Regions from separate parts of the Ovis aries genome. Here region 1 is linked to region 2. A link is a contact called in public Hi-C data. All regions are on one chromosome and are shown on one strand. The core of a region is the stretch at or near the end of the contact, and the rest is flanking DNA. Distances in the headings are between cores, read along the strand shown.

Region 1 (6,127 bases), core at 414-2,913, 72 kb before region 2:
ACAATATCTTTGTAAGATATAAATCTCTAAGAATTTATCCACATATAAAACACAGATACACTTTAAACAAACATCTACACATAACTGAATAATTTATTTTTTTTCCATAAACTGCTGACTAAATGTGTACATGAAGTGAGATTGTATATGAGAAAAGGCTGGATCCTTCTAAAAACTCTGGGCCATTGTATGAAAGAAAGATCATATGTGTTAAGGTATAGGAAATAAACACTGAGAAATCTTCATAATAGATTTTTCTTGTGCCATGGTTTCATTTGTGTAGCAGCTCACTTGCGTTCTTATTTGATTTGGCATCTGCAAATACTTGTGATTTCAGTCACATTCCAAAAGTCAGAACTTTATCCTGAGGAATGATCACTCTTCATTATAACTCAAATCATGATTTCAACTAGTAAAGAGGGCTGTCAACTTGAGGAAGTTTCCTTCTCTTCTGTTAACCAAGCTGAGGCTTCAATCAGTAGGATACACTGTTTTAAAAAATCACCTTCTCTTGGAGCGCAATTCCCTGGGTAAACAATGCCCTGATTTATGCAACAGGAAACCCTGTTATACTTAGTGAGAGTCTACATGTCAACCTGCAATGGGACAAACATTTGACATTGAAAAGTGACGTCTTGCTTACTTTCAAAACTGGGTCAGCTGAGGATCCTGAAAATATTATATGAGAGCTGGATAACCCACAGTGAGAGTAAATTCCCATCACAAGAATTCGCTTCTCCCTATCAAATGGTTACATCACCTCTCTTCTGCTAGATTTCTAATGCTTAACTTGTGTAGTAGCAAAAGCAGAGCCTTGTTTAAAGTTGCCAAATGACCACCGTTAAGACATCGTGATTTTTCTATTTTAGCAAAAGACAACCTTAGCTGGAGAGGGCAATGGCACCCCACTCCAGTACTCTTGCCTGGAAAATCCCATGGATGGAGGAGGCTGATAGGCTGCAGTCCATGGGGTCGCTGAGGGTCGGACACGACTGAGCGACTTCACTTTCACTTTTCACTTTCATGCATTGGAGAAGGCAATGGCAACCCACTCCAGCGCTCTTGCCTGGAGAATCCCAGGGACGGCAGAGCCTAGTGCTGTCTATGGGTTCGCACAGAGTCGGACACGACTGAAGCGACTTAGCAGCAACCTTAGCTCCAACTGCTGCCTGGGCTGGTGGAATCACAGGAGAACTACAAACCAAGTTTCCAAACCAGAAATATTGAAAAAATAACGTATGAGGAAAGACGTGTGCCTAGTAATTTTACTACTAATACACAACTGGCAGAAATGGCTGTCTTTTGAGTTTTCCCAGGTACTTACTCGTCCTCTTTTCAACAATGTATTAAATAAACCCGAGATGGACAAGAAAACCGCTGTTGAGTTTTCCAGGACGTCAGGAGGGCGGAGGTCTCACCAGGAGAACTCTGAGGTTGGCACGCCCCAGCAGCCGCGCTGCCACGCCGGCGCCACCACCTAGACAACGCCCAAGCCCGGGGCAGTTGACTGTAGGCACCCAAGCCACGCCCCTGACCCGATTGGCCTGCCCTCACACTGCGCCGATTGGCTGCCTGTGCTCCTTCCGCGGCCGCCGGTTGGCCCAGGCCGGCCGTTGCCCTGGCGACGCGGGTTACTGTAGTTCCGCGCCTCTCCTGGAGTTTGGGATTGGTCTCAGCCGCCAGCGAGAACAGACTGGTCTCGGACTTTGCAGGTGGCACCCACCCAGACCCCAGGTCGGCAGGTGAGCGGGGTCAGACGGCCAGTGGGGTCGGGACCGGGAGGGACCCCTGTCTCCTGAAATGGAGGAGCACCGGGCAGGGGCGGGACTTCGGAACCTGCTGTCTCCTGCCGGCTACTCTGCGTGTGTGCCCCTGATGCATATACCCTGGCTGGACGCGCCCCTGCTGATGCCTTGCCTGGGCGTGCGCGCACTACCTGAATGGTGAGACTCCTGCATACCTGTCAGGTGGAGGAGGACGGACCGAGTAGGGGTGCGGACCCAGCCTCTGCAGCTCAGCCCCGGCAACGGTTCCTGGCTCACCCGTGAACACCTGGCCCAGCGTGTCTCAGGGCATGAGGAGTACCAGCAAGGAGCTGCACGGGGCCGCGAGCCGCTACGCTCCCTGCGGTGAGTGACCCGAGGAGAGGATCCGCCTTTGCTCTGCTGCTGGACAGGCTCACCTGTGTCCTGCATGCGTGTGTGGAGAAGGCGGTGGGGAGGGGACAGGACTAACACGGGGTACCATCAAAGAAAGCTACACACCGCCCCTGTGCCCCAGGGTGGAAGTAAGGCTTAAAAGTAAGGTGGGGATCTAGGGGTGGAGGGGAACTTGACTTCTGGGGTTTTTTCGTTTGTTTCGCTATTTTCAACAAAAGAAAGCCAGGCTACCCGCGGCTGTTAGAGCTACTCAGTTCTTGGAGCAATAGCATCTCTGAAAATTTCTCTGTAACAGTAACCCTGTGTTGACTTGGACACTTTCATTTTCAGCTGCATCCTTGTGTATTTCATTGATCACCTATCTCTTGCTCCTGATTTAGACTCCAACCAGGGTAACTGTGTCTTCTGCTTTAAGCTCATGAACACAGGAAGTAGGCCTCCTGTGGAGGTTGGCACTGCAGTGGGCTTCTCATTGTGAAGTTGGAAGAAGGGAAAGAAGACCTAGCTGCTGTGGTCTGATTTTAACTTTGTTGTTATTCTTCCGCATCTCATGAAGGGCTGGAGTAGGAGGATGGAGAAGAGGGTCCCGAAGCTCTGTTGGAAGAGGCAGGGTAGGGGTTGGCAAGTGGACTGCAGGCAGCGGGACTGAGTGTGGCCTTCACAGTCTCCCCGTGCTTCCTGCCCAGAGCTCTGCTGTGACCTCTGTTGATGAGGCTGTGGCTGTGCTGGAATGGAGGGGAAGGGGCACAGGAGGCCTGGGTCCCAGTCTCCACTGTAGGCTCTCAGCCTGGTTTTCTGGTGTCTCAGTGCCCTACTGTGTAGCCTCCCTCTGTGTGCTAAACACTGTCACACTAACATTGAACTTCAGGACAACCTGCTGAGGGGTTGTTAGCTCTGGTTTGCAGCTGAGAAACCTGAGGCTTAGAGTTTCAAAAAGCTGCCCTATTCTCCAAGGCTGAGGCTGGTTGCCAGGACCCTGCCTTTGGGTTGCCTCTCATGGCTCAAAGACCAGAGAACTGCAGGACTGAGTCACCCTACGGTCATCTCTGAGCCGGGCTCCTTGTAGATAAAGGAAGCCAGGAGGAGACAGGGGAGCCGGTAAAGAAATCTACCCAGTTGTGAGTGATCTGGTGCCAGACAAGTACTAATCACGGTTGAGGACAAGACAATTCTCACTCCTTCACTCCTTCAACCATGTGTGTATGTGTGTGTGCGCGTGTGTGTGCGTGTGTGAGATGGTTGGTTCACAGTCACTCATGTGCTGACTCTCTGCAGGGCACACCATCATAAACGGCCAACCAAATTAGAGCTCAGTTCCTGCCCGAAGCTTCCAGTAATGAGATGTAGAAACTACTCTGTTCTCTATGGATTAATTAGTAATCAAAACACAGAGAGGAAAAATAAAGCAAGAACTGAATGCTTTCCCTCTGAAAGAAAGTATTTGAGCTGAAGATGATCAGATATGATGCTCCTAAGCCCTTCCTCCTGGTTCTAAAACTAACTCTGTGAGCTCAGGCAAACTTCGTGAAAGCTTTCCCGTCGGGGTTCCCCCCCCCCCACCCGCCTCTTTCTCTTTTCTCTATTGTGTTTTCACTATAGAGTCCATCTCATTACTGTTGTTTAGATGTTTTAAAGATTTTTTTCATGAACATTCATGTTTTACACAGTGGACTCACCTTTAGTTCTAAGTAGAAATTGCGTGGCTAACTTTTAGCTGTGGAGGAAGGCGACTTCTTGTTCCTGGGATCCGTGTGTGCTTGTGTAAAGCCATCTATTCAGCCTGTTTTCCTGTGATCCTGCTGTATCACTCAGAATTCTCCAGAGCCCAACAACATTTGTGCCTCTGTGTGTGTGTGTGTGTGTAGAAAGAGAAAGAGAGATTGACTGAGACATCGATTTATTTTAAGGAACTGGCTCACACAGTTGTGGAGCAGGCCGAGAAGGAGCTGATGCTACAGTCCTGGGTTGGAAGGCCATCTGGGGGCAGAATTTCTTCCTTCTCAGGAGACCTCAGCCTGGGAACTGTGGCCTAGCCAAGTGGACACAGGAAATCACCCATTGCGCCTCCCAGGAGCTGGTCCTGTGTTAGACCCTGACTGCCATGCATTTTGGACAGCTGGTTCCAGTAAGCTCTTAAATTCTAGAGACATCTTTTAAATTTCACATCCCTCCTAGATTTTGTTCCCCTAGCTCTCAGTCAGCTGTGATGTCTGTTCTTATATTTGGACACGTGGGTTCATCAGTTTCAGATGCAAAGTGTCAACGGAACACCAACAGCCTGAGTGTCTTCTCTTTGTGGGATTATTATTGCAGGTCCCTGGGCTTCTGCCAACACCTCTTGCTCCTGGCGGGGACCCTCACAGGTGGTCACCAAAGCCACCTGCAAGGTTCTAAAAAAAAAAAAAAAAAAGCCACCTGCAAGGTTCTGTCCTAGGTGCCCACTGAGGGGCCTCAGGGCTCTGCCAAGGCCCGTTCCGCTCACCACCCGTGACCACTCTCTGGGGGAGGTAGGGGTCAACAGATCAATGGGGAGGGAGGTGAGAGAGTAAGCTGGCCTTCTCTTATCCCCCTTTGCCCTCCCACCCCATCTTTATCAGATCTCAGATCCTAGAAATCTCATACACTGTTTAAAATGTATTTGTTTATTTTGGCTGCACTGTCTCTTCTCTGCTTGCACGGACCTTCCCCAGTTGTGGCGAGCAGGCATCTCCCTGCGTGGCTTCTCTTGCTGGCAGAGCGCAGGCTCCAGGACACACAGGCTTCAGGAGTCGCAGCACGTGGCCTTGGTAGTGTGGCGCATGGTCTTAGTTGCTCCAAGATTGCACAAGGGATCTTTCCAGGCCAGGGATCCAACTCACATCCCCTGCATTGGCAGACGGATTGTTAACCACTGGACACACCCTATATCTGTACTCACCGCACGTCAGTTTTGTGGGATCCAACTGGATGTTTCCACGGGAGCCACACTCAGCCCCCAACCAGTCTGCAGCCTGAGAGGGTTCCCGCAGTGTGAGGTTGCCCAGGGCAAAGCCCCTGCCTCTCTGTTCAGCAACCCTTCAGGGTGCTTCTCCCCTTTCCTGTCTGACCTCTCAGGATGTCCTGCTTCCTGCCTCGAGCAAAAGGAAAGCTGAGGGGCTTGTGTGGAGAGGATGCGCCTGCCAGGATGCCCCCCGGGGGGTGGGTGTCAGGTCAGGTTGTTCGCCATCCAGCCTTCCTGAGGTGGCACTCGGTCCCGCTCCTGTCAAATTAGCAAACATGTTCGCTAAAGCTGTGAGTTCTGTCTCGGTGCGTGTGTTTTCATTGAAGTGTATGGCTGATTTGCAGTGTGGTTTGTGCTGGTTTCAACGTGCAGCAAAGTTATTCAGTTACACATATATGTATACATTCTTTTTCAAATCCTTCCCATTCTAGGTTATTAAAAGATACTGAGTACAATTCCCTGTGCTATACAGTGGGTCCTTATTGATTATCTGTTTTATATATAGCAGTGTGTACATGTGAATCACAACCTTCTAATTTATGCCTCCCCTCTCCTTTCCCCTTTGGTGAGCATTAAGTCTGTTTTCTATGTCTGTGAGTCTATTTCCGTTTTGTAATCAAGTTTATTTGTGTCATTTTTTAAGATTCCATTTATAAGCGATACATGATATTTGTCTGTCTCTGTCTGATTACTTCACCTAGTGTGATCATCTCTGGGTCCATCCCTGTTGCCGCAATGGCATTAGTTCATTCTTCTTATGGCTCCGTAGTATTCCATTATATGCACCACGTCTTCTTTATCCATTCATCTGTTGATGGACATTTAGCTTGTCTTCATATCCTGACTATTGTAAATAGTGCTGCTCTGAACACTGGGGTGCATGTATCTTTTTGAATTAGAGTTTTCTTCTTTTCTAGATATACACCCAAGACTGGGATTGTAGGACTGTATGGAAGTTCTATTTTAGTTTCATAAGAAAGCACCGTAG
Region 2 (6,078 bases), core at 3,171-5,670:
CCACAGGAACCAGTTCTGGGGAGCCCGGAAATTCCTTACACTATTCTTGCCTACTTTTGTTTTACTCAAAACCTTAATTACTTAAAAAAGTGCAGAACAGGGACCAGCTGCACACTTGCTGGTAAAGGGAGCCCCAGAGAGTTCCAGCAGCAACTGTTAAGATGCTGCTCAGTGGGGTGCAGAGGCCCAGTCACTCCTGTACCCATTCGTTTCTTTTACCATCAGGAAAAATAAATCTGGTGTCGAAAAGGGGTCCTTACCTATTTCTTTTTAGGGCCTGACTGACCTTTCAGTGTTGCTGTGCATGGACCAGGCCCTTCCCTTCCCAACGCCCCGCCTTCCTTCCTTCAGGTCTGGAGCCAGGCTCAGTGGTCATCACTCGGCAGGCAGTGGACCCCTGCTTTAAGCCGGAGTTTGAGCAGATTGTCCTCGGGAAGCGAGAGGTCCGGAACACGGACCTGGACGAGCAGCTGGTGCAGGAGCTGGCGCGCTGCTCCGCGGACCTCGGCGAGTTCCCCACAGTCGTGGGCAACACCATGTGCACCCTGGACTTCTACGAGGGTGAGCGGCTCTCTGGCCTCCTGCTGGGGGTCTGCCACCGACGTGCGCTTGCTTCGCATGATTTCCACTGCGGGCCGGATGCTGGAGGGCAAGCAGGCCGGGCGGGCTCGAAACCACCTCTGTGTCTGGGGAGTCGGGTGGGCGTGCAGTGGGTGTTTATTGCGTGCCCGTGCCGAGTGCTCCACGGTTTTCCAGGGCAAGGCCGCCTGGACGGGGCGCTCTGCTCCTACACTGAAAAGGACAAGCAGGAGTACCTGAGGGCAGCCTACGCGGCCGGCATCCGCAACATCGAGATGGAGGCGTCGGTCTTCGCCGCCATGTGCAACGCCTGCGGCCTCCGAGGTGGGATCCGTAGGCTGCCACTCCCCACCCCCACCCTGCTGAACCCCCTGCATCTCCCCACTCCTCACCCAAGTCCTCCCGGGACTACCCGCCTGCCCTGCCCCGCAAGGCATGCCTATGGGCCCAGTGCATAGCGCACCTCTGTGCTCTTCAGATTGACACGCGCTGCAAAGCAGGATCTGCAGTGTCTCTGCCGGGACTCAGGTGCCACTAAGGGGCCAGAAAGATGAGAAAGCTCCCCCTCTGCTCAGGGCGGGCTTCGCTGCCAGCTGTCCAGTGAATCTGGCCCTCAGAGCTCCTGGGATTTCTGAGTCGTAGTTCCTGGCCTCAACCAGCTCTGCTTCCAGAAATCCTGCAGTCCCTGTTGTCTCATCACCCGGCCTTTCAAGGCAGTACAGGGGCCCGAGCTGGTCCTGGGGTTTGCTGAGGGAATCTCTTTGGGATGCAAAGGCAGCGGGAGGATGAGACAGTGGGACAGGGTGCTCTGCATCCCAGACTTTCTCTCGAGGAGTGGAGGCTGGTCTCCAGGGATTAAGCTAGAAATCCCGCTGTTTGTGCTGACCTGGCGTTTGCGCCCTGCAGCGGCCGTGGTGTGCGTCACCCTCCTCAACCGCCTGGAAGGAGACCAGATCAGCAGCCCCCACGAGGTGCTGGCCGAGTACCAGCAGCGGCCCCAGCGGTTAGTAGGCCAGTTCATCAAGAAGCGCCTGATGTAGGCCTGATCCCCAACGTTTATCTAGAGGGCGTTTGTGGTTCCTGCAAATAAAATCGTTGCCACAGTCTCCTCTGTGTGACTTCCTGGATCCTTTATGCAAGAATCTAGGGAACTGATTTCAGGTCAGAGGCAAAGAAAATCCTGTCTTAGCTATGAAGATTAAAAAAATTTTTCTTTTTAATTTATATTTTGGCTGTTCTGGGTCTTGATTGCTGCGTGGGCTTTGCTCACCTTATGGTGAGTGGGGGCTTCTCACTGTGGCGGCGTGTCTTGTGAAGCATGGGCCTTGCGGCATGTGGGCTTCAGGACATGCTGCGTACAGGATCTGGAGCGCTGGCTCAATGGTTGTAATGTAGGGGCTTAGCTGCTGCCAGGCAAGTGGGATCTTCCCGGATCAGGGATCTAACTTGTGTCTCCTGCATTGGCAGGCGGATTCTTTATCGTTAAGCCACCAGGGAAGTCCAAGGATTTTTTTTTTTTTTTTTTTTAAGCTTCATTGGAGCATGCCCACCACATTAGCCTGATTTGGTTTTTTTTTTAAGAAAGTTCCTCAGTATTTGAAATATTTCTAGGGAGGTTTTTCAGACTTGTAAATACTAATTGTAGTCAGATTTCGCTCACAAAGTGAGACTTAGGTCCACTTTAGCTTGGCAGCAGCCCTGCATCAGTGCCTCCGTGTCCCTCAGCTTCCTCCTGGAGTCAAACCCCCTCTCCAGACTAGAGGCAGAAAGGGATTTGGAGGGCATTCCAGGGTGTCCCCTCCTGTCTCAGATGGGCCTTTTTGCAGTAGCTGTTTTTGGGGTGTCCCCAGGTCCCCCAGCCCAGAGGCAGTTGCCCCAGTTGCCTTGTTGGCACATCTACACCCTTGTAATGTTTGGTATTCAACTCTGTTTTAGGTTCTCAGTGGGCTGTTTTCTGATTGTACATGGAGGCCTGCCCTTGTGCTTTTTGGTTTGTGGAATCATGTGGGGATCGTGGTGTTGATGTATGAGTATGACCCATGCACACTTCAAAAAGCCTATTTCCTGAAATTTTGAGGTTCATCCCAAATTGAGGGTTGGTAATCAAATCATTCAAGAGGCACCAAGCTGGGCACCAGTCCAGATGCCAAGACCCCTCTATTACAGGGAGCAGCCAATAATGACTCCATGTTAGACCTTTTACTTTAATTCTTGCTTCCCTGTTGCTTTTCTTCACTAAAAGGATACTGTTTATATATAATGGTCTGCCTGGGGGAATCCTGCCTGGCTGCCTGAATATTAAACCAAAGTGCCTTTGTTCAGGACCCTGTCCACCTGCGGATGGCTACAGGAAGTAATGAACACATCCCCTCTAGAAGGCTTGCCATTCTAGGAGATATTTGCAAGATCAATGGCCTTTTAACTTTGTTTCCTCATCTTCCCCATCTCAGTTCTATAAAAACCTGGCATCCAGACCTCAAGATGGTTACTTTGAGACTTTAATCTACCTTCTCTGTCAGCCTGGTTTTGGAATAAAGTTGTATCCCTTGCCTCAGCACCTCCTCCTATCCATTAATTGGCCTGTGGTGCGGTGAGCTGAGTGAACCTGGACCCTGGAACATCTCCTGGCTCACGGTTGCTAGAGGCTTCAGTGTGGAGAAGGAATGCCTGCGGTTTCTTCCTTGGTCCCCTCAAGGGGTATCTGCTGCACCCCAGATCTGAGGCTGCTCCAGAAGGAGCCGCGGGCAGCCCCCCAAGCAGCGGGCAGGTCCTGGAATATGTGTGTCCTCTCGCGTTTGGCGGCCTCTGACGCTGGCTCAAGCTGCAAGAGCTGTTCCCAGGCTCTGTCACCTTGCTCACATCTGCACCCCCCACCCAATTCCCAGTGCCCCAGGCTTCAGCGGAGACGCTTCCAAGTCCATCTGCTCGCGGGTCTGCTCTGCCCGCAAACCTGGGTGCAGGGGCAGACAGGGTCGGTCTCCTGATGCCTGGCTGGTGGGCTGGCTGGCGGCCCCTGCAACCCAGGTGTCGGTCTCGGACCCCGAGCGTGTGGTCACCAGGCTCAAATCCCGTGAGGAGCCGCGGGGACCTGCAGGCGGGTCCTGTGTGTGCCGCTCTCACGCAGGTGTGGACGCGGGGTGCCCCGTGGGAAGCGGGGAGAAGGCAGGAGCTAGGCAGTCAACAGCACGAGAAGCTGTTCACAGCCAGAGAAACGGAATCCTGCGACCGCGGTCCCTGCGGCGTCTCCCGGGCCGGCGGTCCCTGCCCCGCGCCCACGGATGGAGCCTCCTGGAACCTGCTCACTGGCTCTCTACCGCTCGGCGGCGAGGCCGAGGGAGGGGGCTCGAGACGAGGTTCTTCCTCACCGATGCCGGGGCCACGCGGAGGCGCCCGGCGGGACCTGCGCCGCCCTCTGCTGGCCGCAGTGGGAAGGGCTTGGCTCACCCGCGGGGCTGCGCTGTACCCACCCGATGGGGTAAAAGCAGCTGATCACACGCATTTCCAGCGAGACATCCGACCCTGTAGACTAACAGAGATCCGGGACGACCCCAGAGCTGACGCTGCCCCTCCCTCCCCGCCCACCCGCTCCCGGGTCTCCCCCTCGACCCCCGCTCCATCCTGCCCTGGCAGAGAGAACGGGCGCCAGAACTGAGGCGCAGGGCGCCTGGAGAGCTGATTCAGCTGTGTGGGGTGCGACTGTGCTGGTGCGGCGTGCTCGGTGCGGGCACACGAAACGCAGACGTCCACGTACGCACATGCTCCGTGCACACGCGGGCCCCTCAGACATTCACCAGGTAGAAAACGAGCGGTACTCGGTGGCCTTAACCTCCTCCCGGAAAAGGAGAACTTCGGCCCAGGTCCCACCCTCTGGGCCAGCCTGGGAGTCCTGACGAGGGTGAGGCACGCCTGCTCCTATTAGGGTCTCCTCCAGGTGGCGCTAGTGGCAGAGAACCCGCTGGCCCGTGCAGGAGACGGAAGAGATCCGGTTTCGATCCCTCGGGCGCGACGAACCCCTCGAGGACGGAACAGTGTTCCACGCCAGTGTTCTTGCCTGGAGAATTCCACGGACAGAGGCGCCTGGTGGGCTACAGTCCTTAGGGTCTCAAAGAGTCAGGCACGACTGAAGCGACTGGGCACACGCGTACCAGAGAGTGGTTTAAAAAGAAAAGGTTTAAAAAGGTTAGGTATGACTGTCACTGGGCTCCAGAATCACTGCAGATGGTGACTGCAGCCATGAAATTGAAGGACTCTTACTCCCTGGAAGGAAAGTTATGACCAACCCAGACAGCATATCTAAAAGCAGAGTCATTATTTTGTCAACAAAGGTCCATCTAGTCAAGGCTATGGTTTTTCCAGTGGTCGTGTATGGATGTGAGAGTTGGACTGTGAAGAAAGTTGGACTGTGAAGAAAGTTGGACTGCGAAGAAAGCTGAGCAGCGAAGAACTGGTGCTTTTGAACTGTGGTGTTGGAGAAGACTCTTGAGAGTCCCTTGGACTGCAAGGAGATCCAACCAGTCCATTTTGAAGATCAGTCCTGGGTGTTCATTGGAAGGAATGATGCTGAAGTTGAAACTCCGATATTTTGGCCACCTGATTCGAAGAACTGACTCATTGGAAAAGACCCTGATGCTGGGAGGGATTGGGGGCAGGAGGAGAAGGGGATGACAGAGGATGAGATAGCTGCATGGCATCACTGACTCAATGGACATGAGTTTGGGTGAACTCCGGGAGTTGGTGATGGACAGGGAGGCCTGGCGTGCTGCAGTTCATGGGGTCACAAAGAGTTGGACACGACTGAGTGACTGAACTGAACTGGTGACTGTCACACAGGCATCAGTGAAACGTGTGCGGTAGAAATGAAGGGTCCCTCCGTCCGTCCAGGTGTGTGAGGAGGGAGCGGACTTTGTGTCCAGAGGGGCCCAGGCGCCACTGAGTCAGACAGAGCAGGAGCTGCACGCTGAGGCTGGGTCTCCCATCCTGTGTGGGCCTTTAGAAGAGGCCTGTGTCGCTCCTTCTAGCCCCAGAGGGAAGGACAGTGCTCAGCCCACGGTGCTGGTGGGGTCTTGCCCACGCCCTCGAGGCATGGTGTACCTACACGTGAGTGTGGTTGAGCCTGGGACAGCTGTTTGGCTGGAATTCGCTCATCGGTGACGTTAGATTCCTCTCATCATGGAGTGTGATGGAACCAGACGTCAGGATCACCTGGCCCCGTGGAGGGCGCCCTGGACCGCTGTGGAGCTCCTCCTATCACTCTCACGCAGGGCAACTAGGGGGTCCTGAGGTGCTTGCTGCCCTGGGAAGGCCTCTGTCACAATCGGTCTTGAAATGCCGCTGGCCTGCCTTCCGCAGATCTCCTTCTGTTGCTGTGGGTGCTGCTGGCCTCGCTTTACTCTGCTCTGCTGACCCCGAGGCCACGGAGGGAAGTGGCCTGTTCCACCAGCACTGGGCGAGGCTCGGGTCTAGGAGTCAGGAGGCACAGATCTCTGGGTCTGTTGGTTC

What was found. A called contact is a pair of places that touch in the nucleus more often than the background predicts.
Region 1: a contact with region 2 is called in a Hi-C map of blood, with 3 times the contacts expected there. The contact joins the promoter of C4H7orf57 here to the enhancer-like site in region 2. A contact is called at or near these places in 3 of 16 Hi-C or Micro-C datasets (all in blood).

What each region holds. Positions count from the first base shown.
Region 1 is chr4:8,469,656-8,475,782 of ARS-UI_Ramb_v3.0, reverse strand. It overlaps C4H7orf57 (chromosome 4 C7orf57 homolog), which reads left to right and starts at 1,663. Exons shown (of 9, transcript XM_060414934.1): 1 at 1,663-1,734; 2 at 1,968-2,129. The coding sequence starts at 2,075. LOC121819381 (a long non-coding RNA gene) reads right to left here and starts at 1,483. Exons shown (of 2, transcript XR_006059586.2): 1 at 1,325-1,483.
Region 2 is chr4:8,400,358-8,406,435 of ARS-UI_Ramb_v3.0, reverse strand. It overlaps UPP1 (uridine phosphorylase 1), which reads left to right. Exons shown (of 8, transcript XM_004007697.6): 6 at 352-561; 7 at 757-903; 8 at 1,486-1,685. The coding sequence ends at 1,619. Among named protein-coding and RNA genes, the nearest start is that of ABCA13, 18 kb to the right of the region's middle. Within about 2 kb of position 4,420, at least 11 of the 54 cell types and tissues checked have an H3K27ac peak or open chromatin away from gene starts, as enhancers often do.